Regions from separate parts of the Mus musculus genome. Here regions 1, 2, 3, 4, 6 and 7 are each linked to region 5. Evidence: chromatin contacts called from public Hi-C and HiChIP or PLAC-seq data. All regions are on one chromosome and are shown on one strand. Each heading gives the region's core, a stretch centred on a gene start, on an enhancer-like site or on the middle of the called end of the contact. The rest is flanking DNA. Distances are from core to core; before and after follow the strand shown. Region 1 has its middle 65 kb from the start of Gm33782. Region 2 has its middle 16 kb from the start of Btg1. Region 3 has its middle 99 kb from the start of Gm33782. Region 4 overlaps Gm33843 (a long non-coding RNA gene). Region 5 has its middle 89 kb from the start of Mir3966. Region 6 has its middle 29 kb from the start of Gm33897. Region 7 has its middle 140 kb from the start of Gm33843.

Region 1 (3,462 bases), core at 584-3,083, 960 kb before region 5:
TTGGTAGCGCAGGCTTGAGATGTTTCCAGCCTACAGTGGACTATGGGGATAGAGGAAAAACTCCCAAGAATGTTGCATCTGACATGGTATTTTTTCAAGGAAAGGGCGTCAGGAAGAGAACATACCATTAACTCCTAATAAGGGCAAAGGAAAAATGGACTCAAGGGGAGAGGGTTTAAATTTATGGAGTGTTGACTTTATGGTAGACACTTGATGTAACACTTGGCTAACTTTATTTTCTCAGTTTCTCCCAACAATCCAGTGGGGGTATCAACATTCCTCGCACCTATCACCACCGCTAAAACTCAAAGAGCAGCTCTTTGTCTCGGCTTTAACAGCTGCTGAGTGAGAGAGCCGAGGCTTACACTCTTGTCTAAGTTGTTTAGAGTACGCTGGGCAGTCTCAGCGTATTCCTAATGACCCGAGCTCCCTCTGAGCCCTGTGAAGTGAAGAGGAATAAGATGTATGGTCCGTACTCAACACCTACAGTTCTAGTCAGGAGACAGATCAAGAGAATGCCTTGGTAGGCACAAGAAAGGGTACAGAAGCCCACAAAAGCCATGAATCACAGAGGCCTCCAGGGGTAGAGGAATCCTAGAGGAGGATAGGCTAGAGAGAGGCTTGGAAGAAAGCTCAGGCTTTAGAAACACAGAGGGTCCATTTACTCTTCCAGAAGGGACTGTGTCAAACTGAGAATGCCTACGAGGAGGTCAGAGAGCGCAGTGAGCAGCTACCACTGTGTTGTCTATGTTAGCACAGGGGGAGTCCTCTGACACCCTTGTGCCTCACAGTATGGCCTAAGCTCTGATATCCGTAACCACTCCTCCCCCAGAGACTGTTAGAAATGCAGAATTCGGTGCCTGGCATCAGAAGCACTCAAACAGAATCTGCAAGATCTCCGTGAACATTTGAGAATCGCTAGGCTCAGTCTTTCCAGAGTCCTTCTTTTCGATGCATCACAAAGACTGAGCAGAATCCACAGGCCCTTTTCTCTGCCCTTTGCCCCACCCCTACCCCTTCTGCAGAAGCCTCCTTGTCTATCAGGGCCTGAGAGACGCTTCCTCTTAACTGCTCTACCTAAAACCCAGCATCCTCTTCCTGTCGCTTGAATGCCATGCTCTTCTTGGCCTCCCTCAGGGCCACTGATCTGTGAATGTCTGCCTTTGAGAATGCGAAGCAAAGCTATTGGGCACTCAGATAACTACAAAACAGGGTGACCTCTGACAGGAGCTAGTCTCAAGCAACTGGCCTGTGTATGTCGTGGTGAGCCTGAAAGAATACTGTACATCAGCATTGCTTGTGCTCCACAGGGCCTGTGAAAGGGCAGCACAGCCCTCACCTTGGAATAGGAACACCCCAGGCTTAGAGAAGTATCCCCAAACCTGGAGTGGGGCCTGCTGGCTCATCTGGCTATTTGGTTCAGACTTCTGATTCACAGCCACCATCCAAGAAGATTCCAGGTTCAGTAGAATTCAGGGAAAGAGACCCTGTGGCTGGGTGTGGCGTCATTCTTCTGTAATTCCAACATGTGGGATGCTGAGGTAAGATGACAGTGAGTTTGAGGCCACCACAGACTCCAGTTTGAGCTCCTGTTCTCCACACATATAGGAAACATTGTGCACCAACTCCGAAATGTGCTCTGGCTTCAGTCATGACACATGTTTTGAACTTGTGACTCCCAATCACATAACACAACACAATAAAGCAAGAAAGACGACGACAACAACAACAACAAATTGAACAAACTGAACTGACAGCTCTTCTTAGAGCCTTCAGAGAATTGAGGTCACAGACTGCTGCCGACAAGCAAGAGCGGCAGGCCCATGAGTGTGGAGAACGTCAGTTCACCAAAAGCAGAAGTGTGGAAACAGAAACCACTACCACCCACCAACAAATTGCTATTGTTCCCGTCTGCTCAAGCCTGAGAATTGGATATCTTAGAGGGTCTAAACAAAGGAACTTTCCTGAGTTTTACTGATATTAGACTCCTACTGTGAAAAAACAAAAGTAAAATACTGTATTGCTTCCCCACGGGGTAGGGACATCGTCATTTTAAAATATACCTGAAGTTCTGGGTTCTCCTTGCTAAGACTTAACCTTCAGGACACTGGTGCAGCAGAGCCTGACTCATGGGGTTTTACCAGGGGCTTAACTGATCTGGGAAGGGAAATACCCAACTTGGCCTCACTGAAACACGGAACTGATCCGGGACTGTTAAATTGTCTCTTCCTTCTACCAACAGGTCAACAGCCCTCCCAAGAACACAGAGAGAGCAGCAGAAAAAACCTGCAGGCCTCAAGCCGGTTCAGGAGTCTTTAGGCTGACCCAAAGATAACAGAGGTGGCACAAAGGACATGGGAAGTTCCATCTCTTTCACACATCTAAGCCTCCAGAAATGATAGCCAGATAAACACAAAGGGACACTAAACTCAGATGCCTCTACAGTGAAGCTCTTCGTGTACCCAAGTAGTAGTCTGCTCACATGGAATGTTCTAGCACCTCTACTTAGTATAAAGGACTAAGGGAAACAGCCACATGGTTTGGCATTAAGAGAAGAAATAAAGTCACTTTACAAAGCCCTGACAGTTGTCCTTTAGCCACAAGCAAGTATTTATCCTGAGGTCCTCCGGCCCTGTGAAATCCACAACAGCTGAGACATCCCTCGTGGTTCACGCCTATAATCCCATTACTTGGAAGGCTGAGTCAAGGAGCTAGCCTTGAACTTCAGGCCAGCCTGGGCTACAGAGAATGACCCTAACTAAGAAATAAAAACACACAGGAATTGTACTTTAGAGCCTTAGGAGATTATATGTTTCAAGTCATCAAGCTGTCAATGAAGGCTTTATGGTTTATTGTGATAAGAAGTTCAGTTAATTAGTAAGTATTTTAGATGATGTTCTCTTGGTGAGTCTTGTTTTTTTTTTTTTAATTAGCTATTTTCTTTATTTACATTTCAAATGTTATTCCCTTTCCTAGTTTCCCCTCTGAAAACCCCCTATCCCTCCTCCCACCCCTGCTCACCAACCCACCCACTCCCTCTTCCTGGCCTTGGCAGTCCCCTACACTGGGGCATAGAACCTTCACAAGACCAAGGGCCTCTCCTCCCATTGATGACCGACTAGGCCATCCTCTGCTACATATGCAGCTAGGGCCATGAGTCCCACCATGTGTTTTCTTTGATTGGTGATTTATACCCAGGGAGCTCTGGAGATACTGGTTCATATTGTTGTTCCTCCTATGGGGCTGCAAACCCCTTCAGTTCCTTGGGTACTTTCTCTAGCTCCTTCATTGGGGACCCTGTGCTCAGTCCAATGGATGGCTGTGAGCAACCACTTCTGTATTTATGAGGCACTAGCAGAGCCTCTCAGGAGACAGCTACATCAGGCTTCTGTCAGCAAGCTCCTGTTGGCATCCACAGTAGTGTCTGGTTTGGGTGGTTGTTTATGGGATGGATCCTCAGGT
Region 2 (4,000 bases), core at 857-3,356, 700 kb before region 5:
TAGACTGACTCTTTAGAAGATGCTAAAATTAGATTAAAGATTGTACATTTTAAAATATGTATCAAGGGCAGAGCATTTTTTTCTTTTATTGTCATTTGAAGATAACAACAACAACAACAATAATGCCCTCTGCTTTTAGAGAGGAATGTGAAGAATCAAGCAAAATGGCTGACGGGTCGGTTCTGGGACAAGGACATACAGAGTCGTATAGCACTGTGTGTGGTCCATACATTAAAGGCACTCAGGGCATTGTTGCTGGGGTAGGGGTGGGAACAGGTTGCTATTTTAAGTAAAAAGGTCAGGCATGACCTCCTTGAGAAGGTCACATTTGAGCAAGAAAGCTTGGCGACCAAAGGAACAGCTTTGGAGAGAGAATCTGGGGAAAGAAGATTCTGTTCAAGCGATTAATCGAATTCCATCCTCATTCCCGGGCTTGTGATCCCACATCTGGACCCTCTCTGTGATAGTGTCAGCTAACCTGCTTTCTGCCAGCCTTCCCTCCTGATCGTTGGTTTCTGCAGGAGTCAGCACATCTCTGATTACTGGAAAGCCTTAGCAGTAATTTTCCCCCCTAAGCCTTCCTTTCCACTTTGCAGAAAATTGCAAATCAAACCAGACAGCCTGATAAGATGAGGTAAACTTTAAAAAGTAATTCTGATTCCTTTAAAGTTCGACATCTGCAATAAATATGAAATGAGATTTACTGCTCGGGATAATGATACAAGCAAGGGAAGAAAACAAAAACCGTGTCTCGGTAACTGGAAAATTCAGTTATCCCAAGAAATCTGTTCTAGAGCATCCAGGATTACAGTAAAGGCTCTTGTTGTCATCTCAAGACCTTGGCATTCGTGTGTATGCGATAAGAGTAAGGGTACATCGCCTTCGTCATACAATAAATAATCTTGGAACACTTAGCTTCTCTTTCGTTTATTAGTGGCTATGTGTGTGTGTGTGTGTGTGTGTGTGAGTGCACATGCCACTGCAAGTATGCAGGTCAAAAGACAAATTTTGTGACCTTTTCTTCCACCTTCTATAGGTTCCAAAGATCAAACTCAGGTTGTCAGGAATCTTTACCCTCAGAGCTATCTCACCATAAAGCGCCTTCTTAAGTTACTGGCAGGGTCACATGGCCTATTGAGTTACAGAGTTTCAATGTTAAGATTTGTCTATGTGCATATTGTTTTATTCTTGGTTCTATTTTTTTCACGGTTAGAATTTTTTGTTTTGATTTAAAAAAAAAGATGTATTTCTATTTATGTGTATGCAAGTGTATCTATGCCACATGTACACCTTACCTTGAATAGGCCGGAAGAAGCAGTTTGCTCCCCTGGAGCTGGAATTATAGGAAGTGAGTTGTGAGTTGCCAGGTGGGTGTGTCATCTGAATTTGGGTCCTCTAGGAGAGCATCGGGCAGGCAGGCAGGCAGGCAGGCATCCTTCTTACCCTCAGCCACCTGTCTCTCCAGCCACCAGTGTGTTTTGCTTTTAAAACAGGGTGTCATGTATCCCAGGCTGGCCTTGAATTAACTGAGTAGCCAAGGACATGCTTGAACTTCTGACGATCCTGTCTCTACCCCACCACGGGCTGGGATTACAGTCACCTGCAACACTGCTAGTTTATGAGGGATTGGGGATAAGCGTAGGGGATAATGCTAGGCAGGCAGTCTAGCGTCTGACCTATGCTTGCTCCCAGCCTAGTAGTTGTTTGTTTGAGATGGGGATCTTTCTGCATATCCCTAGCAGTCCCGGAAAAACTCATTACCTGGCCTCCACCTCACAGAGCTCACCCTGCCTCTGCCTCTCGACTGCTGGGATTAAAGGCTTGCACATCCACCTCTGGCTCTTGTTTTTGTCTCTGAGGTCTTGTTACATAGCCCCGGGCTCATACCCCGCTTGCTTCAGTTTCCCAAGAGCTGGAACTTCAGGCATGAATAACCAGCTTTGGTCTGAAGATTTTAAAGTATTTCCGTGATTCATTCACTTGGTACTTTCTAAAATAGATTTCACCATGACTTCTGTCCTGGTTTCACTCCTTAGCCCAAGAAGTGAGATTCATCGTTCCTACCCACACTGGCTGGATTAGTTCTCTCTAGGTGGCCTTCCTTTGACTCCAGAGGGATGGCCTGAGCACTTGGTGTGTTGACATAGAGATTAAACCACTGTCGTGACTCTCGCCACCTCTGTGAAAGTCTGAAATGGAGGCAGAAAGATTTTCTGGATCTTACAAAAGGATCCCCTTTTAACATTTTCCAGTTTTGAAAATAGTTTTTTTTTTTTTAATGTATTCATTCTATGGTTTCATTTTCTGGTTTCTGATTGTGGTTTCCCCTCCCCCCACTCCTCCCAGTTCCTCCCAACCTCTCCTCTCCCCTGGATCCACACCAAAAGGATGCTTCTTAAAGTCGTAGATATTGACAGATAATTGCGACCACTTGACTAAGAATGAGATAAGGTTGTAGAGAAAGAGAGAAAGGAAGAAAGAATGGGAGGGAGATAACACTAAATATTGGTAGTCATGGTATTTAGATTACATGCAGAATCAGAAATTTTACCCACATGAACATTTACCAAAGGTGACAGGAGACCTGTATTTATCTGGGGGCATGGGTATTTGAGTATATGCTTAAATCCCCAAATCTGTTCTCATAAACACTGTGCAATTATCTAAAAATTTGCTTCAACACCAGTATGTGTGTTTGCCTAATGATAACAGGCCCACAACCAAAATTCCCCAATGTTAAATTTGGCAACACAAGAAAAATAACCATGTTAATTTGAACCTTAGCACCATGGATACCGGCGGTGATTACGGCCTGGTGAACCTGCTAATATTTGCTTCCACAGTCTGTGTTATGTCTCCCAGAAGGTTTCCCAGATGCTTCACTGTGTCTCAAAAGTTGATTCTCTTGATCAAAATGCTGGCCAGGATCCTCAGGCTATGAGAAGTGTTTTTGCCCTTGGTTTTCCTGGGAAATGTCCTGCCTCCATTTCACTGTTTTCCCCTTCTTCCCGCCCACTCAAGCTGAACTTCTCTAGTTAGGAGAATACTCTGCTGTAGAATGAAAGAGAAACACGCCTAAATGTGTGGTTGGGCAGAGTTATTTTTAAATTTAAATCTAGCATAACACTGTTATACAGTAAACTCCTGGTAAAGCTAATTGAAATGGAACTACTTAGTTGGCTATTTCACAGTTCAAGATTTCGGAGTGTTTGGGTGAAAATATTATCTAAGTGTGTGGAGTGTGTAGGCCTTTGCCTACATTTATGTTTATAATTTTCAATGACGATTTTATTTCACTAGAAATTTATTTCGAGGGTTCGGGGGTGGGGGTGGCTATAGGTGTTTGCTGGAGGGTAGGGTGAGTACAGTTAGCATTGGAAAGACTATGTAAGGGCAGGGAGATGGTTTGGAAGGTTGAGGTGCCTGCTGCCAAGCCTAATGACCTGAGTTCAATTCCAGGGGCCCACAGTGGCAAAAGAGAACCCACTCAAAAGTGTGCATCTGACCTCAACATGTGCACTGTGGCTCAACACACACACACACACACACACACACACACACACACACACACACAGTGTGCAACGACATGTGGTGGGTGCCACAGAGCACATGAGGAGATCAGAGGACAACTTCTGACAGTTGGTTCTCTCTTCTTTGATGATGTGGAATCTAGAGATCGGAATCAGGTTATTGGGTCAGGAGGCAAACACCTTGACCCACCAAACCATCTCACTAGCTCTACTTATTTTTAAGGCAGAATCCCCATGTATAGGCCAGGATGGCCCAGAATTCCTGATCTTCCTGGCTCTGTGGCCCATGTGCTGGGGTTCCAAGTGTGCTCCACATCTTCCTGCAGTGTGATGAGAGGTGAGAGCAAGGATGTGTGTTTTGCAGTACACAATACCACGAAGCCTCCACAGCTACTAACTGTTCTCCTATCCTATCTGTGGTGCTGAAGTAATGATTTTCTGTTTACACACCTCAATGTCTCTTCATTTTT
Region 3 (3,618 bases), core at 566-3,065, 930 kb before region 5:
GGAGGATCAGGAGTTTAAGGTCATCTTAGGCTACATATTGAATTTGAGGCGAGACTGGACTATAGGAGACACTGTTAAATCAATAACAAAGGCTGCCTGGTTGGGTCCCGGGGCTTTTGTTAGCAAGCATATAAATTCCAGGCAGGTTCTGTCTCTAGTCTTTATCTGATTACTTTGAGCTTTGTGCTCAGAGTTACTTCCTATGTCAAGCTATTAAACCTCCCTCCCATGGAGACCTCGTGCGGTCTTCTGCCTGTTTCTCAGCTGTTGCAGGAGAAACTTTGTTTCCTTGCTGAACTGATTACCTGTAGGCTCAGCGGTTGCTGCTTGCTTGTGAACTACACTTGACCCTTTGGGTGAGATGGATGAGAATTAGGGAACCCTGGCCTTGGACTGGCATTTGAGCTTCATTGGTTGGCTGTATTGATAGGCAATTCACTGAAGCCAGTGTATGCCAGGTGTTCCGATGCAGTTACCGATAACACTTCCTTGCTCTCCGGTGTCCCTAAATTCAGTTATGGAGACAAGACACACAAACAGAGGAAGACAATAACCACATGGAACAATTCATGGTAAATGCCGAGTGCATCTGGGCTCTCAGGGGATGGACAGAATGCTGAGGTCTGTGGCCATGTGTGAGTTGCTTGAAGAATGGCCTTAAGGTGGCCCTAAAAACATAAAAGAGCACGGAGACTTGAAACAGGCAGCAAGGAAAGGGACTTGCTGAAGATTGCCAAAATCATAGCGGCCGTTCCTCAACTCGAGCAAGTAGTGGTAAAAGTGAGCCGCCCTCCTGTCTTAAGCAAGCCGATGTTATAGGCAGGTTTGATGGCATCTAGATCAGAAGGTATATTCGAGCCCATTAAAATGAGTGCCTACTTAATGTTCAATCTGCTTCCCAGACACGTGTGCAAGCGGTTGTCAATGGTGTTGTAATCGATAACCAGGTAGGTACAGAGGGAGATAGAGAAGCCGTGAGAAGGATGCTGAGCAACGACACAAGCATGGGCACCTAGCTGAGTGTTGGAAGGGTTTCCATCCCAGTCACAGTGTCCACAATGACACTGTAGGATTCAGGCTTTGGAACTACGGTGTGAATGCCACCGAAGCTTTGATTTCTTTGTGCATTCTACCGTGAAGCCAAACACACATGACAGTTCTGGTCTCACAATGGCTTTTCAGATTTTTCTTTTCTTTAAAGACTGGAAACTTCCATCGGATGAAGTTCTTAGAAATGTTGCTAGAGTAGATGTGACAGAGCCTGCTCATTGCCCACTGAATGCCTTTTTGCCTCCTACAGCGTGGAGCAGCGTGGCTCATCGGAAACAAACGCTTACTTCTAAGAAGACTAAATCAAATTAGTAATTTTGCTTTTTGTTTTTCCTTCCCGTCGGCCTGAATTGTGGAGGAGATAGAACTCTGGCAGCTTTCTTGAGAAAACAAGATGGGATTAGACTCTGATATTGTGGAAACAGAAAGGCAGAGGTAAAACAGGTATCTAATAAATCAGGTATCTAATCAGGTTATGAAACTAGTAGTGTATCATGATACCAGTTTGAACCAGTCTGCTTCTTAAGTTGGTAACATGAAGCAATAAATAAATAAATCTGTCAATCTTAATTTCCTTTGTGTTGGTTTGAAGATTTCTACATTTGTGTAAAAAAGAGCAGTTCTTAGTGTTAAACTGATGACTGTTAATCTGCAGAATGTGAAACTAACAAACAGGAAACTTCTCGAATAGAAATAGAAGTGAACACAGACCAGTGTCTTTCCTACCACAGCGTTTGGTTTACTTACTGAGAAGCAGTGGGTTACTGTCACCTTCCTACATCTATTAATAAACAATGGACCCCCCCCCCAAGGAAGTCAGAGTCACAGTCCTCTGCACAGAGGGTTGTTTGAGGAAAGAGACCGTAGACAAAACTAGACTTTTCATCTCTCTTGTCCCAAAAGGCATGCTTAGAGTAGATCTTTGTCACTACTGAATAAAATGTACTTTAGTCCATTAAATGATTAAAAATCAGAAGACATGGTGGTCTTTTAAAGAAGCGTTTTCCTACTAGCTGTTGGTTATTTTATGTAGACTGCACTATTTAACCACTGATGTAACCCAGAGAGGGGAAACGACACAGAGGAAATCAGAGGAGAGGGGAGGAGAAGATAAGGTAGGGGAAGTAGGGGAAAGAAGGAGACAGGAAGACAAGAGAGGATAGGAGAAGAGAGACCCTGTGGCCAGTTCCAGCAGGCATGGTCTAATGGAATACAATGGCTGCCTCCACTCTGGACAGCTCAGCACACCAATACTAATACTGAGGAGAAATATGACACCTCCATCCCACAGCAATCCATCATCATCCATACAGCGAAGAGGGTCTGTGAGCTCCTTCAGCCTGCCCTTCACTCTGCTTGTCTGAACACTCCATTTCTTTTCTTTTTTTTTTTTACGTCATTAGTTTATTTACAATTTTTTCTAGTATATAGTTCAAGAGTTTAATCCAACTTTCAGATCATCTCTTAAACTTTCTTCATTCTGTTAAAGGGATGAATTAAATATCCTTATTTTTTAAGTAGCTGGTGTCTTACTATAAAGAAAGGAGCGGCAAGCCCAGATCCAAAGTACAGGATCATCATAGCCAGCAACCGCCACTTGTTTTCCACTGAAAATGGCAAATTCTTCCCTGGATCCTCCTCATAGTGGCTGCGACAGACCATGGTGGTGGTGAACCTCCGGATACTCTGGCCCAACATGTCACTGCTGGAAGTTCTGTGAGGGCCGCGGACACGGAAGGCAGAAGAAATGGCCATACCACCTAACTCTCCTTTCTTCACGACCTTGCTCTGAACACCCCATTTCTTAATTGTCACAACGGTCCTCCAGGCCAAAAGAGTCTTGAAAAGGGCGACTTCACATGACCTCCCTCTGGAGTCTGAAGTTGCAAAGAGATCTTGAGTCTTTAACTATAGGTGACCTTCCCACAACGACGGTTCAATGGCTTGCCTGTAAAGATTGCTGGTCTATCGTTAGGAGGGACTGACCAAGACCATCTCCAAAATATGGCATAAAGATAGTTACTGATGGTCTCCTCCATTGGGACAGCTTAAGGCCTGAAATGTGGTAAAAGGAATCAAAACCAACCAACTAAACAATAACAACAATAGCAACAACAACAAACAAACAAACAAACAAACAAACAGCATGTAGTAACCTACTCTACGTAGGTGAGCTCAGACTGCTTCAATGGAGCCAGTGGAGCATGTGGAATGCTGCTACTCATTGCCCCCAGCCCCCAACAAACCTGCCACTTTGTGGTATCTAAGTCCCCATACATGTTCTTGCATCTTATGTATGTACTTGAAACACACAGAACTCTGAGTGCACCAGGTTTTGAAGAAAAGCACTCTGTGTTTCTAAAAGTGCCTAACTTGGACAGGATGCAAGGGGTGGAGAGTAACCAACCATGAGAGGAGAGACGCAAGCCTCAGGCTGCTGCAGTGGTGCCATGGCTGCATCAGGATGCTTTCTCGGTAAGAAGGATGCTCTGACTCTCTTGCTTGCTCAGTGTAAGCTCTTGACCGCTTGCTTTGTTGCTGAGTGAAGTCTCAGTGTCTCCTTTTGGG
Region 4 (3,517 bases), core at 1,014-3,513, 780 kb before region 5:
GTCAAAGACTCGGTGAAGGGCTGGCGGAGTTAAGCCCTGACATCTCTGTCAGCTTGTATCCTAGGACTTGTGGCATTTTAAGGAAATTATTCTACCTCTGTGATTGTCAGTTTTAGCTTTAGATAAATGGTGGTAATACCAATGCATCTCATGGAGGATTGCTGTGAGGACTGGAGAGACACTCAGTGGTTGGATGCCCTTTCTGCTGAGTGGGGTCCTCAGGACCCACGTGATGGAGGGAGGGAAATAAACTACTACAAGCTGTATGCTGACCTCCATATGTGCGTTGAAGCACACGTGAGTCCACACGTAGAGACATGCACTAACATACCACATTGAGAAATGCAACTAAAACTTTTTTGAGACAGCATATTACTATGTACCCTAGCTGTCCTAGAACTCACTATGTAGACAAGTCTGGACTCAAATCCACAGAGCTCTGCCTGCCTCTGCCTCTTGAGTGTAGGGAATAAAGGTTTGAGGCCTTATAGCCTCCATTAATAAAAAAAAAACAATTTTAGATAAAAAAAGTTCTTTGAATAGTTGTAGCTATGTACTGTTCCATAGATATTAGCTTCTATTTAAATCTCTTTTAGTTCTAGTTAAGTAACTTTTGTTTGTAACAGAGCTAGGGCTTGTATATATCACTGATCTCTGAAAAGATTTATTCAAAGCAAAACAAAACCATAAAACACATAACAGAGCCAGGATCCCTTTTTTCCTTATCAAAATTTCTATTTCCTCAGCACAAAGTCACTGTTCACTGTTGCAGAAGAAAAATGACTTTAATCTCAAAAGCGACATTAAAAATAGGAGGAAAGAAAACAAATCAATAAAGGCAAAGGTCAGAGAAACAGATGATTCCAACATAAGCCAGACTTCTGGGTGGGGGGTGCTATATACACAGGCTGAAAACCAGTCAGATACACTGGACATCTGCAAGGGGGAACATGCAGCTAGATCCGCCAGCCAAGCAATTTCATACTTTAGACTTTGAAAACTGTAATGTAACCAAATGTAACCATATAACCAGCAGGAATGGAAATAAAGAATTGTGGCCAAAGATTGCATTTCCTAACAAGATGTTTTCCTTCCCATACGTAACAAGTTTAATCACTTTCATACGTACTCACATGAATACATATGCACACATGTATGCACACACACATGCATATGCACACATACACACTTACATATACGCTACCCTATGCTGAATTAATCGTATTCTAAACTGTATTCTTCACCTGGAGAACCTGGAAGCTACTTCAATAAGAAAAAAAAATTATAACATTACAAAATGAGGAATGGTAGTTATGTCTTTCTTTTTAAAAAAATAAAATTTTACCTATTTGATAATTTCATATATGTATACATAACATACTCCAATTGTTAAGGATGCTACTCATGGCTTCTGTTTGTCATCAGGTTGACTAATATCAGTTGACAGACACTATTTCTGTTAGTTGATTTTAGTATTTTTTTTTTTACTCTTGTTCTGTGTATGGAAAGAGGTTACCACAGTTTCCTCCATAGGGCGTCAACTTTGAAACACGTTTTTAGCACCAACCCTAATAAATAATGAATTTTGCTGCAACCCAGATGTTCTAATGTCTTTTTTTAAATGTTGTCTGTGACCTACTACATCTGTTTTCACAAGCCTCTCATGGGTCATGACCTCCTTGTGCATGGAAAACATTGTCCTGGGATGGTCTTTCTCAATGTTCCCACTGAAATACCCCAAGCAGCAGGGGAGAGGGAAACTGGGGAGAGTAAAGGAAGACTAGAGAGAGAGACAGAGAGAGACAGAGACAGAGACAGAGACAGAGACAGAGACAGAGACAGACAGACTAAGGGTCTGCCTCCAGTGCAAAATCTCTTTGAAGTTTCTTTACTTCACCACTGAAGTGCACCCCACTTTGGCATATGATAGCCAACTGGACCATCAGATTTCTGCTAAAAGTTTTCAATTTCCCTTTTAAGCAGAACGGATGCTCTGGACTTCTTGCCATTGACACTCAGGTTGTCTCTCCTGCTACCTGGCTATCCAAGATGCCCACTGTAGGCTGCAACCATGTTCTGTGGGGTGATAAATGTCCCCACAATACACAAAACCAAGAAGTCTGGGGCCTTCTGGCTTCCACACAACTGTTCAGTGTAGACCTTCTGGATGATATCTATAAAGGCTCGCAGACACTCTCATCAGTTAGTGAGCCTGGGCTCTTCCCTAGTACTGCTGAATCTCGTGACTGGGAAATGACTCAGACCCTCATTAAACCTCACACAGCAAGTCTCCAGGAAGCCCCAGCAGCAGGAAGGGAACAATGCTCACAGGCATGGGAGGAGAGGCACTGAGGGGGAGCACAATGATGAAGGCTGAGCCACTTCCAAGGGGAGAAAGACATGCCAGTTCCTTGTCCTTGCAGTTGGTTGAGAGCAGTTCACCATTCTTCCCTTAAGTCGGCCATCGCATCAGACGGGCCAGGAAGAAGGGAGACACTAATCAACCAAGGAACCTGGGGGACCCTGGAGCTTTTAGGGTAACCAGAGAGTATGTGTATAAGTAGATAAACACACAGCCATTGCAGAGGTCAGAGTTCATTCACTCATTCCATATTTCTATGGACTCTGGGGATCCAGTGCAACGCGTAGGCTTGGTGGTAAGGACCTGCACCTGCTGGGTTGTTTTGGGAGTCCTCACGGGGTTGTTTAAGCACTTCTAACCTAAGGATCCAGTGGCTTGCTTAGAACTTTAAAATTGAGATGTTCTCACTTGAAATGAATTTCTAACACAGATCAAAGTTTTTTCTTTCATGAAAAGCCATCCAGGAATCTGGAAATAGGGCCACAGTGGGCTAGTGTGCATGGCATGAAAGAAAGAGAAACTGAGTTCAAATTCCTAGGGTCAAAGTTTGAAAAGGGGGATGGGGGTGGGGAATGTCTGGAGAGATGGCTCAGTGGTTAGGAGCACCGGCTGCTCTTCCAGAGGACCTAGGCTTAATTCCCAGCACCCACACAGTAGCTCAAAACTATCTGTAACTCCAGTTCGAGGGGCTCTGACAAGCTCACTCGCACAGACATGTGTGTAAGCAAAACACCAATGCACATAAGACAAAAAAAAAATTATTAAAAAGAAAAAGAAAAAACTAGGCCTGGCCTTGCATGCCTTTAATTCTAGTAGTGGGGAACTAAGACTAGCAGATCTCACAAGCTCTCTGGATAGCTAGCTCAGCCAAAACAGCTTTAAGGTTCAGTAAGAGACCTCATCTCAAAACAAAGGTGGAGGCCAATAGAGATAGACATCGAACGTCTTCCTCTGACCTCCACACACAAGCACACACATGTGCTCATACACCACACACAGCACCCCTATCCACATACAACAACAGCAGATGCAGCACACACATAAGACATCTAGGATTTGAAATAGAGGAATAAATTAAAAATAAGGAAAGGATCCCAAAGAAACCTATAAAAGATGTCTTGGAAAAACCATAGTTCCAGACAGAGTGGAGACAGA
Region 5 (3,568 bases), core at 457-2,956:
TCTTGACTTTGGGCTTCCAGAGCTGTGAGAAAAGAGGGTTCTGTCATCTCAGTGTGTGGTGTTTTGTCAGGACAGCCTAAGTTAACCAAGACTCCAGCCTCCTGTGAAGTGTAATTAGGTCTTACAGCAATTTTCTGGATTATTTGCTGTTGCCTGCCTACCTATGGACTTAAAGGGGTCTCTGGAGGGTCCCTAACTTCACACTCCCAATTCAGCTTTCTCTCCCACTCTCCTTTTGCTGACTTGCCCAACTTCCTGTTATCAAAACCCCATGTTATTCAGGAGCAGCAGCTGTTCTCCTTGTCCTCTGCAGTTGTGGCCTCCTGCGAGTTTTGACTGTTCCCTGTGAAGAAATACAAAGGCACCCTGCCCTCCCCCGCACCACTAAAAATTCTGATCCATGTATTTTTACTGAGGTTACAAAGTAATAATCCCACAAGATGTTCCACCACAGGGGAAAAAACAGACAAAACAAAGCAAGACAAATCCAAAAACCTAGGACTTTGAAGGATTGGTTAGGGTTAGTTTTTGTAAACGAACAGATCTGGTAGATCTGTCTGACTCCTCAAATTCAGATTACTCAAACTATGGAGATACCATAGGGTTAGAGGCATAGGTCCAAAAGATTATGTGAATAGGACAATTTTTAATGTTGGTTTTAAGTCAGTCACATCTTAGTTGCCCTCACTCCTGAGGGCAAGCAAGCATAGCTATAGAGGACAGTGTAGCTACAGAACTGTCAAGGCTAGAAATGTCACTGAAAGGAGAATTTGGGGTTTGGATAACAGATCTTGAAGCCACTGGAGAGAGGAGGGCTTTGCGCTGGCTCCTCTTCTGATCCTCCATGTCTTGCTCTGCTAATTTCCTGTGACTTACCAAATTCACTTTTTAGTGAGTAAAAACTTCAAAACCACAACCAGAAAATGGAAGAGCAGTGAGACTTAGTGCCCAAGGCCAGAAATGAAAGCACCAGGATAGTTTTTCAAAACAACACTACCTTCCAAAGGAGAGAAGCAAAGGTGTTTTATTTGGGAACCCTGTAGATAGCCATTCTTGAAACCACATCAAAGCCAGTTCAAGCTCAAGGTAATATGTACATATTCAAAATGGAAAGACAGAAGGTATTAGAACATGGCCTGGACTTTCAAGCCCAATTCTAGAGCCCGAAGCAGGCCACACCTTCCTGGAACTCTGCCTGGGATAGCAGTTTGAGAAGCAGTCAGTAATGTGACTTGATATCTCTCAGTCTATAGCACTTAGTTCCCTGGTATGCTCTCTCTCTCTCTCTCTCTCTCTCTCTCTCTCTCTCTCTCTCTCTCTCTCTCTCACACACACACACACACACACAAAACAAAAAACAAAAAAACAAACAAACAAAACCACACACTATGCTGAACTGAATCATGTGCTGCAAAACGTTTGGCTGCATAAAGGTTATTCAAAGTTGACCCTTTGTTCTAGGGGTTGATTTGAGACTACCCAGAGAGATTGCTCAGCTCAGGGATTTGGTCTAGAGATAAGGCTGCTCTCTGAAGAGGCCCTGGTCTCTTCCTCCTTGACCTTCCCCAACTCCTCTCCAGGCTTTGAAGAGAAGCCTCTACTCTCATTTAAGGCTCCATCTTGTGCAGTGTATTGTTTCTGTTCCAGCCCCAAGGCCCACTTGTGGTTTCAGCTCCTCTTTACAGACCAACTGCAGCTGGTTTTCTGTAGTATCATCTTTTTTTTTTAACAGAGGAAAGAGACACTTCAGGGCATGCCCAGTTCTGTACTGTGATCAAACAAATTTACTAGAGGCTAGCTGAAAGAATTAGAGGAAATGAGTTGGAGATCTTGGCTGCCTGGTCTTTCATACATTTCTCCAAAGAATTTGAACTGAAACATAGAAAACAAACAAACAAAACATTGAAAATGTCTTAACAGCCTTGTAAACTCATGGGATGGGAGTTTTCCCTTCCATACATTCAGGAGTAATGTCCCTTAAAGAACTAGCCTTGTTTCTTGGCTAACAGAATAACTCACGTTATTCTCAGTTTTCTGGGTCTGTGTGCAATCCATCTGTGGAGACATTTCAGCCCACACTGAAAGGATCTTCACAAGGAAGGACAGCGATTTAGAGATTTCGTTTCTTCTCTCCCCCCTCACCCCCCGCCCCCAACCAAGGAAGCTTACTGCACTTTGGCTCTACCCTCTGGCCAAGGGCTGCCACTCTCATTGTGCAACAAGAACTCAGCTTGGATCTTGAAATGACTTCTTTCCCGGCCTGCCTTGTGACTGAACATGCTAAAAAACGCCTCACTGTATAACAGCCCAGACTAATACTTACCAAGAGAAAATAAAAGTGAGCTTATAAAAGCAGAGGCGTGAGTCACTAGGAAGGAACAGCCAACACAGCCTTTGCTGGGCTTTTATTCACATGGAAACGAAACCCCTCCAGCCCCACCTCCTCCAGCATCTTTTCTCTGTCTCAAAGTACTCTAAGTCCCAGGGAGACTTAGTGTGTCAACAGGATGACCCTAGGTTAGGCCTGCGGGCTTTTCCAAGAGAGGCAGGAGGTGAAAGACCCCAAATGCCCCTAAAAACCACCGTGAGACTATTTCCCTCTTTTAAAATGGAAAATGGACAAACTCTTCTCTATGAAATTGAACAGGACCACATCTTTGTAAGACTCAATCATCCTACCTGATTATGTCTTGTAGATTCTAATAGTATTCTGGGAGATGCCTTTACATGTCAACACAGTTGAGGAAAAATCAACTGTGATGAGAGAAGAAGAGCTTGGGTAATCTCAAACACGATATTTAATCGATTTTTATCATTTTCTGTGTCTTTCTGTCCCTTCTTGCCCATTGCCTGGAATGTACAAGTCATGCTATCTGAGATATAAGGTATGATTTATGCAGCTGATACTAGCAATGTAACTTAACAGAACATTGACCAAATGGATCCTATTTAATATAAGTTCTATTCTCATTAAAGAATTTTAGAGACAGTGTTTTTCTCTTTCTCTAAAACACACAAGTTTGTAATCAGTTCTCTCTTAATGAAGTCTAAGCATTAGGGCATGAGAAGTTTCTTTATGCCCAGATTCTAGAAAATATTTATTTTATTAAATTTTAAGAGGTAACAGAAAATGAGTGAAAATGAAAATGGTTTGTGTTAATCAAAATATCTTTAAGTAATGTATATTAACATTATCTTTTAGGTTATGGCTGTGGCATAATTTCCAGGAATAATCTCATGTATACAATTGAGAAATATGATTTTTGAAGATTATAGCACATAAAAATGGATAGTTAGTTTGTCAAAGATTTTAAAGCCAGTTTTCAGTTTTGTTTTGTTTTGGCTTTTGGTTTTGTTTTTTTCTTTGTTTGGGGTTTTTTTGTTTTGTTTCTCTCTCTCTCTCTCTCTCTCTCTCTCTCTCTCTCTCTCTGTGTGTGTGTGTGTGTGTGTGTTGGGGGGGGGGGTAGATCAGAAGAGATACCAACCTGGCAAATGTCACATTCAGGATCTGGGTAAACTTTGACATCTCCCTCTAATAGTAAAAGAGCTATAATAACTTTTTACTAAA
Region 6 (3,760 bases), core at 135-2,634, 650 kb before region 5:
TACAACTATTCCAATAGGGCCTTACCTTCTAAAAGTACCACTCCCTGGGCTGAGGATCTACAAACTATACCAAGTCTCCTGGGGCTGCTCTAGCAAAATACCATAAACTTGTCAACTGAAACAACAGAAGTCCATCATGGGCTGGAGAGCATCTATCCAAGGTTAGCTCAACCGTCAAGGCTGCAGAGTGATTCTTCCTAAACCCTATGAGAATCAGAGAGTCCCTTCTGGCTTCTAGTGGTTTGATGTCAATTTTTGGGTTTCTTTGTTTCTCAGACCTGTCCTTCCGATGTCTACCTTCATATTTACTTGGGATCCTTTCTGCGTATGTGAATGATCCTCATCACCGACTTCCCAAGCTCCATGTAAGAGGGCTGGGATTTGCTGTAGTGACCTCATCATCAGCTAATCACTTGCATGGGTGGTTTATCTAAGCAAAACTAATTCCACAACTTGTAAAGTTAAGGTTATCAACATATTTTAGGTTGGAGCTAGAAAAGGTCATTAGTTTTCTTTCTTTCTTTCTTTCTTTCTTTCTTTCTTTCTTTCTTTCTTTCTTTCTTTCTTTCTTTCCTGTACTCAGATGTGTATATGAAGACAGTTTCTGTTTGGTTAGGTCACAGCGTGAAGTTTTCCTTTCTTGGAATTCCTATTGATGGGTCCTTTGCCAATTTTCTTTACGTACCTTGCACTCACTGTTTCCATGTGTAGTTATTACTAAGTTTGTCATTTTCAGTGTAGTTTTCTAAAAGTGTACAGCTACATGCGGGACTTGCAAAAAAGATCTACAAATGCAACTCTCACTTCAGTCATGAGAAATTGATTCAAATCCAACAGTGCTTGGGAGAGTGAGAACATAGGAGGTGCTTGGAGTTTTCATTGGGTATTTCAGGATTCTTTATGACAGTTCCAAAACCTGCAGGTGAGTGCACGTACACACACACACACACACACACACACACACACGCGCGCGCGCACGCACACGTACATTCCCTGCCCTGCCCCGCCTCCCCTACACCCCAAGAGATGATTTTTCTAAAAGACATCCTTACAAAGTTTCGAACAAGATGATGCTCTAGGTTCTCTGACATGGCAATAGCTTCCTTTGGGTTCCACTAGTTTTGTTTTTAACTGTTAAAAAGTTTCACACACACACACACACACACACACACACACACACACACTTAGTCATATGACTGTATTAAATGTGCCACCAGCTGTCTGCCAACAAGAGACCCAAAAGAGAAACTGTTATTGGCTTCCCCCAGAGAAACCTCCTTTATCTCAAAGAACTGAATTGCCAGGTGGAATTGAGTAAACTCTGGGGTTGCAACACAACCAAGGCATAAAGTTCACCATCAACGTAAAACAGCCAGGCCAGTTCTGCTTTTTAATGTCCTCTAAACTGAAGGAACTGAGCAATCTAAACAAGGGTGAGGCCACGGCCACGGCCACGGGGGAGTGAAAGCCATGTTATATTGACAGCTAATGAGTGAACAACAGCTCTGTCATCTTTATGTGCAGAAGACAGCTTTGTTTATGTGTACCCAAAGTTTGCTGTGAAATCCCGGCCAAGAAGGGAAAAGTTGTGTGGAAACTGCAAGAGAGGTTGTTTGCTTCTTGCTGGGTTACATGATTCACAAGCTAACAGATTGAGAAAAGCTTTGCAGAGAGCAACAAGTTGACACTCCTTGTTTACTTAAGTAAAGATGCTCTAATACGGGCAAAGTTGAACAGCTTTTGGTTTCAAATCTAACATTGTAGAATGGGAGATAAAAACACCTAAATTGTCTGTTAAGATGAAGTGTTTCTAACCTGTGTATTTATTTACCAATGACCTTTCTCTCCCTTGACCAATGTCATGCAGCCTATATTAGATACAGAGACATGATTAGATATCATTTCTTAGTGTAGTGTCTCACTGGTGCCCACCCATAGCTCAGTATACCAGGATAAGATTCCTGAAGTGTCTCAAATGAATGAACTCTGAGATTTCCCCCCCCCCCCAGTTAGTTTTTTCCAACTGGCTCACCAACAGTTTTTTACCAGAGCTGCTAATGATTAACTAAAGGAATCGCTTGGATGGAAACTTTTTCAGACCTCTCCAGAGTGAGGCTTGCCAAGAGTGGTGCAGGGGGCAGCCAGAATAAGGAAGAGGAGTGCAAGCCAGGAGTCTGCAAAAACACACATGTGCAACTGAACTTCTTGGCTCCTGGACAGAAAGCGCTGTGAGACACCAAAGCTCTTTTTCCCTTTGTATATTTACAGATTCCGAATCCAAACTCACAGCAGTGGACGATGCTCTGCGTTTTCTCAATGATGTTTACTTAATAAGCCTGTCAGTGACTGGCTACAACCTCACCTCAATCACTGCCTCTATTTCAACCATCTTGACCTTCTAAGGGAGAGCCATATAGTGGGGTTTTGGAAGAGGATGAAGAGAAATCTTTGGGGCGGGGATGGGTGGCCAGGGGCAGTGGTGGTTCATGGTGTTGGAACATAAAACACTCTGTGCATGGTATTTCTTTATAGATGTTGGCAATCAAAGAATGTTCCAGTTAAGTATGAAGACAGAAGAGAAGCAAGTTACCCATAACATCTACCTCAAACACTAATGAGAAAAAATTTGCTTTGCCATGTGCTGGTTGTGGGAAGGATGCTTTCGGGTCCTTTCATTTATTACTCCCTTCCTCTGTTGGATCAGAGAGACTTGCTGGGACCCTGGAAAGTACCCCTGGTTTTTGGCAGGCTCAGAATCTCCCCCTATGGTCTTGTTAAAATAGGTCAGCCCCATCTAAATTTTAGAATATAAAATCAAAAATACACTGCTACAATGTGAATGATCAGCTCACTCCAATCTATCACCTATTAAGACGTTGCCATGGCTACCCACAAATCCCCAGCTCCTAGCACAGAACAGGAGGGGTTCAGTGATTTCTTATTGAGCAAATGGGTGATAGGCTGCTTTGAAGACAATTACCCTTGACTTAGATGACTCGCACCCATGTTGACTGGTTGGATAATATGGTTTATGTAGGACATCTATCTATGCATCACATGCCACGTCATAAGGAAATGTTTGGTGTAAATACAGAGGGTCAGATTGGGATTGCTTAGCCTGGTACTTGGGCGGAATGGGGGTGGGGGGAGAGCATGTGATCGAGGTTGGCAGAGAGAGAGACAGAGACAGAAAGAGACAGACAGAGAGAGACAGAGAGAGATAGAGAGATAAAGACAGACACAGACAGAACAGATACACACAGAGAGACAAATAGAGACAGTCAGAGACAGAGACAGAGGGAGAACTACTGTTTCCAAGCAGGTTTCCATCTCCCAGTGGAAGCCATCCTGTTATGAAGCCATCAAGGGCTAACCCTATCATCAGTTCAGAATCTGATTGTCAACACGGACACCCCACTGTAGTGCTTTCTTTCAATCCTAGGTGTTTATCAGTAGAATCACGTTGACAATTAATTAAGATTAACCATTACCAGAAAGGGAGAGACAACTTGTTCAATGATGTAACCTCAGGTAAGGTGCTCACATTCCTACAAATGACTCCTTATTCCTGCTCTAATGACATTCTAATGAAACTCACAGGATCATTAAGAAGAAGAAAGGACATGTGAAGCACAAGGGGCACTGGTGGAGAAGAGAAAAGGGTTCAGTAGGAATGGAAGGTGCCAAGACAAGGCAATAGGGGTGAATGGGATCAAAATACATATGTATGAAAAACCAAGTGGATAACTGACACGTTTAA
Region 7 (3,598 bases), core at 99-2,598, 870 kb before region 5:
AGGGTCACCGGGTGACTGTCCTGTGAGCAAGGCTCTACTGAACCTTCACCCCAAATGAATGCAACCAAAAGACATGAGCTGACAAGACATAGGGCTGAAAGTCTGCCTAAACTCCTGACATTCAAAATCTTAAAAATCTGCTCTTATTTTTAAGCCATTAACTGAAACGGTTTGTAACATAAAAACAGACCATCAAACTGAGGAAATTGGACAGATTTTTGGCACCATCGAGGTGGACCCACATTTATTTAACTTTATATAACTGGTCACAAATTAAGTCTGGGAATGGGCATGGTCCTGAAAGCCTTTATAAGATTGTCACATAGAATTAGAGTTTGTGGCCATGAACTATCTAAAACTGTGAGTGTTGGAGACTGAGCTGGGAAACCACACTGAGTCTGAACAGTCACAATTTAGCAAGTCGTTAACATCTGGGATTCACCAGAGGAACACAATGAAACAAAACTTTCTTCCTAACAGTTCTCTGTAGCACACTACTTTGCACAAGGCGTGCAGCAGAGAGGTAAAGAACTCTGCAGCCAGAGGTTCCAGGAAGACAGCAGTGCCTTCTCCCTAAATGATACACGAACACCTAAGCTCCATTTCTGCCAAGTGCCTTCTCCAGGACAGCACATCTGCCTTACACAGAAAGGAAGAGAACGGATCCTTTTTTTTTTTTTAAGCTACATTTTCAGAATTGAATTCAGTGCCTTGTATTCGGTTGTAAGCTGAAATTTAGGTGAGGAAACAGCTAGACAATTCTCACTTAAAGCCTGAAGAAAGGGTTTTAAGATTCTACATTGCAGAGATGGCTACTGGGTCCTTTCACATATGCTGGGAATTCGTTAAGGGGCTGTGTATGCCAAGCCACGCCACCAATTCCGAGACATTGACTCTAACTGAGATGTCTTTATTCTGGTCACACCGGCAGAGTCGCACCTCAGCTAATGTCTACTGACGCATGACACTTTTGCCTGCCCTTTAAGCCATTTATATATTTGCTTTAGGCAGCGTGCACTCTGTATCTATTGATATATAACTGTCACGGGGGTGAATCTAAAACGCCAGGGTTGGAGGAAAAGGAAGGAAGGAGAGAGGGAGGGAGGGAGGGAGGGAGGGAGGGAGGGAGGGAGAGAAGGAGGAAGGGAGCGAAAGAAGGAGGAAAAAAAAAAAAAGCACTGGCTTGCCCTGGAAGGCTGTCTGCTTTTTGAAGCTTCAGATTTCAAAAGCCACAGTCAGTGCTGTGGTGGTTTTGATTATAATTGTTGCTATGTGGCCCTCGTGGTTTTCAGGGCACCTCGTATGTGACCACGCGTGGAACAGGCTGAATAGCGCTGATTAGTGCATGACTATGACACAGAACTGTCTAGAGGTCTTCCAGGCCCCTGTGCTCTCTGGGAGGGGAATGCCCTGAGGCTGGGCTGTTCAGCCTTTGGATGTGTTAACATGAAATAGTTTCCCCGCTCCAGTTTCCACTCGCGCGCGGTTTTTTTCCTGGCTCCAACTTGGTGACCTAATTCTCTAATTTCCCCCCTCAGAGAACATACTTTTTTCTTAAATTATTTTTTTTCTATGAAATCTACACCACTCCCTCCACCTCCTCTCTTTTGATTTCTTATTCAGCCTGGAAACCACCTCACCATTTGTAATTAGCCTGAATACTGGAGGGAGGGAGAAGGGCTCCCCTCAGGAAATAGCCAGAATAAAGCAAGTCCCCCTTCTAAGAGCAGGGAAGAGAAAGGCAGGCCCATGTAAGATGATTAAATGTCCCTGCCTTTTCATCTCCTGCAAAGCTCCAAACCCTGATGAGGGCTATTCTTTGCTCTACTTTGTAGGCTTAATTGACTCATACCACACAGCCTCAGCTTATGAGACTAGACACACTCAGCTCTACTCTCTGAGAATAAATGTAGAATGGGAATCCACAACTTTCAAATGTTACGTTAATGACACGTTATGTTTCTAGGTTGGTCTTTTCTGGATATATATGTAAATGTGTGTACATATAAATGCAGAGGCTGGGGGCTGGCATGCAATATCTTATTCAAGTGATGTCTACCACTTTTTTTTTTTGAGACGAGATCTGTTTCTGAATCCAGAGCTCACTAATTTGGCTAGATTAGCCAGTGAACTCCAGAGGTCAGCCTGTCTCCATACACTCTTGACAAGATTCTAGTCACATGTTGTCTACGTGCATGTTGGGGGTCTAGATTCAGGTTATCCCTCTTGCATGCCAAGCATTTTACTATTTATGGCATCCCTCCCCATTCTACCTGTTAATATCATCTTGACCTAATTTTGCCATGTGTGTATTACTGTGTGTTTTAGGCTCTTAGAAATACCATTTCTATGAAAGAATCTGTCATGTTTCTTGTGTTTCCCTTTACAAATTAGGTTTCTTTTTTTTTTAGGTATTTTCCTCATTTACATTTTCAATGCTATCCCAAAGGTCCCCCATACCCACCCCCCCAACCCCCTACCCACCCACTCCCCCTTTTTGGCCCTGGCGTTCCCCTGTACTGGGGCATATAAAGTTTGCAAGTTCAATGGGCCTCTCTTTGCAGTGATGGCCGACTAGGCCATCTTTTGATACATATGCAGCTAAAGACAAGAGCTCCGGGGTACTGGTTAGTTCATATTGTTGTTCCACCTATAGGGTTGCAGTTCCCTTTAGCTCCTTGGGTAATTTCTCTAGCTCCTCCATTAGGGGCCTTGTGACCCATCCAATAGCTGACTGTGATCATCCACTTCTGTGTTTGCTAGGCCCCAGCATAGTCTCACAAGAGAGAGCTATATCTGGGTAAATTAGGTTTCTTTAAATAATAACATCTACAGTTCAGTCTGTCCTCTGTTCAATATTTCGCTTCTATTATCCAAATCAGTATGGCAGGTAATGGGAAAGTAGTCACTGGAGTCTCTATTTCATAGATGCAACATCTTAAGTGTGGTGTTCTCATAATTCGCCTAAAAGGCACAGTTACTGTTAGGCCTGAGAACAAAACCCAGGGGTCCCGATTGGCAAAACTTCATATCAGTCACTTACCTAAAGCACCTTTCAGTGCTTTAGTCCACCGCCAGTTTGAAGACTGTTGAGAAAAGAGGGAAGAGGAAACCAAAGAGCCAGGAAGTGAAAGGAATGAGAACACTTCCCAGCCATGTAGAGGACATGGGCAGTGGGGAAATGCTTATAAACTGACTAAAAGACATGCTTGAAAACTGACTGCTGAACTTGACAATCTCTAACATCCCCTCAATGCTACATAAGTCGATACCCAATCTACTTTAGTATAGAGTAAAGCAGTCACTACAACCTTTAGAAAGGTCTTCCTCTCTCCTGTTGAGTACAGCAAACATTCATTTCCAATTTCCTGCCAAACAGAGTTTCATCAATTTATCCTTTATTGGGTATAACAGTGAGAAGCAGGCACCTTCCCACTGGGCACCAAGACCATGGCTTTTTATTCCCTTCTATATAGCTTTGTAGTTTTTTTCAAATACCAAAATGAATAACTAAATATACAACTATAATTATTAAAATTTCAAAATATCCATTGATCTGAACTAGTTTATCAAATTGATAATGATGTTGTGTATTGGC

The links. A called contact is a pair of places that touch in the nucleus more often than the background predicts. HiChIP or PLAC-seq counts read pairs in DNA pulled down with a chosen protein or histone mark.
Region 1: a contact with region 5 is called in an H3K27ac HiChIP or PLAC-seq map of bone marrow-derived dendritic cells, with 17 times the contacts expected there. The contact joins two enhancer-like sites. A contact is called at or near these places in 1 of 484 Hi-C or Micro-C datasets (bone marrow-derived macrophages) and 10 of 115 datasets of contacts at active chromatin or transcription factors (CD8 T cells, T-cell acute lymphoblastic leukemia, bone marrow-derived dendritic cells and 7 more).
Region 2: a contact with region 5 is called in an H3K27ac HiChIP or PLAC-seq map of bone marrow-derived dendritic cells, with 8 times the contacts expected there. The contact joins two enhancer-like sites. A contact is called at or near these places in 6 of 39 promoter capture datasets (the 3T3-L1 cell line, 3T3-L1-derived adipocytes, liver and 2 more), 2 of 15 datasets of contacts at CTCF or cohesin (the NIH/3T3 cell line and large pre-B cells), 13 of 484 Hi-C or Micro-C datasets (B cells, the C2C12 cell line, the NIH/3T3 cell line and 10 more) and 17 of 115 datasets of contacts at active chromatin or transcription factors (the SCID.adh cell line, T-cell acute lymphoblastic leukemia, astrocytes and 14 more).
Region 3: a contact with region 5 is called in an H3K27ac HiChIP or PLAC-seq map of large pre-B cells, with 7 times the contacts expected there. The contact joins two enhancer-like sites. A contact is called at or near these places in 1 of 484 Hi-C or Micro-C datasets (bone marrow-derived macrophages) and 2 of 115 datasets of contacts at active chromatin or transcription factors (astrocytes and large pre-B cells).
Region 4: a contact with region 5 is called in a Hi-C map of uterus, with 6 times the contacts expected there. The contact joins two enhancer-like sites. A contact is called at or near these places in 2 of 484 Hi-C or Micro-C datasets (both in uterus) and 1 of 115 datasets of contacts at active chromatin or transcription factors (T-cell acute lymphoblastic leukemia).
Region 6: an H3K27ac HiChIP or PLAC-seq map of bone marrow-derived dendritic cells shows a contact between it and region 5, with 5 times the contacts expected there. The contact joins two enhancer-like sites. A contact is called at or near these places in 1 of 15 datasets of contacts at CTCF or cohesin (the NIH/3T3 cell line), 4 of 484 Hi-C or Micro-C datasets (nephron progenitors and uterus) and 5 of 115 datasets of contacts at active chromatin or transcription factors (T-cell acute lymphoblastic leukemia, bone marrow-derived dendritic cells, double positive thymocytes and 2 more).
Region 7: an H3K27ac HiChIP or PLAC-seq map of regulatory T cells shows a contact between it and region 5, with 7 times the contacts expected there. The contact joins two enhancer-like sites. A contact is called at or near these places in 1 of 15 datasets of contacts at CTCF or cohesin (large pre-B cells), 1 of 484 Hi-C or Micro-C datasets (bone marrow-derived macrophages) and 1 of 115 datasets of contacts at active chromatin or transcription factors (regulatory T cells).

What each region holds. Positions count from the first base shown.
Region 1 is chr10:96,372,593-96,376,054 of GRCm38.p6, forward strand. No RefSeq gene overlaps it. Among named protein-coding and RNA genes, the nearest start is that of Gm33782, 65 kb to the left of the region's middle. Within about 2 kb of position 1,834, at least 141 of the 459 cell types and tissues checked have an H3K27ac peak or open chromatin away from gene starts, as enhancers often do. A contact at or near this core is called in bone marrow-derived dendritic cells, double positive thymocytes and regulatory T cells, where this site is marked.
Region 2 is chr10:96,631,010-96,635,009 of GRCm38.p6, forward strand. No RefSeq gene overlaps it. Among named protein-coding and RNA genes, the nearest start is that of Btg1, 16 kb to the left of the region's middle. Within about 2 kb of position 2,107, at least 84 of the 459 cell types and tissues checked have an H3K27ac peak or open chromatin away from gene starts, as enhancers often do. A contact at or near this core is called in the SCID.adh cell line, T-cell acute lymphoblastic leukemia, beige adipocytes and 3 more, where this site is marked.
Region 3 is chr10:96,406,291-96,409,908 of GRCm38.p6, forward strand. It overlaps the pseudogene Gm20091. Among named protein-coding and RNA genes, the nearest start is that of Gm33782, 99 kb to the left of the region's middle. Within about 2 kb of position 1,816, at least 60 of the 459 cell types and tissues checked have an H3K27ac peak or open chromatin away from gene starts, as enhancers often do.
Region 4 is chr10:96,548,193-96,551,709 of GRCm38.p6, forward strand. All of the region lies in intron 3 of Gm33843 (a long non-coding RNA gene), which reads right to left. Among named protein-coding and RNA genes, the nearest start is that of Gm33843, 49 kb to the right of the region's middle. Within about 2 kb of position 2,264, at least 30 of the 459 cell types and tissues checked have an H3K27ac peak or open chromatin away from gene starts, as enhancers often do. A contact at or near this core is called in uterus, where this site is marked.
Region 5 is chr10:97,332,560-97,336,127 of GRCm38.p6, forward strand. No RefSeq gene overlaps it. Among named protein-coding and RNA genes, the nearest start is that of Mir3966, 89 kb to the right of the region's middle. Within about 2 kb of position 1,707, at least 51 of the 459 cell types and tissues checked have an H3K27ac peak or open chromatin away from gene starts, as enhancers often do. A contact at or near this core is called in the SCID.adh cell line, T-cell acute lymphoblastic leukemia, beige adipocytes and 5 more, where this site is marked.
Region 6 is chr10:96,684,922-96,688,681 of GRCm38.p6, forward strand. No RefSeq gene overlaps it. Among named protein-coding and RNA genes, the nearest start is that of Gm33897, 29 kb to the right of the region's middle. Within about 2 kb of position 1,385, at least 109 of the 459 cell types and tissues checked have an H3K27ac peak or open chromatin away from gene starts, as enhancers often do. A contact at or near this core is called in bone marrow-derived dendritic cells, double positive thymocytes and uterus, where this site is marked.
Region 7 is chr10:96,459,428-96,463,025 of GRCm38.p6, forward strand. No RefSeq gene overlaps it. Among named protein-coding and RNA genes, the nearest start is that of Gm33843, 140 kb to the right of the region's middle. Within about 2 kb of position 1,349, at least 65 of the 459 cell types and tissues checked have an H3K27ac peak or open chromatin away from gene starts, as enhancers often do. A contact at or near this core is called in regulatory T cells, where this site is marked.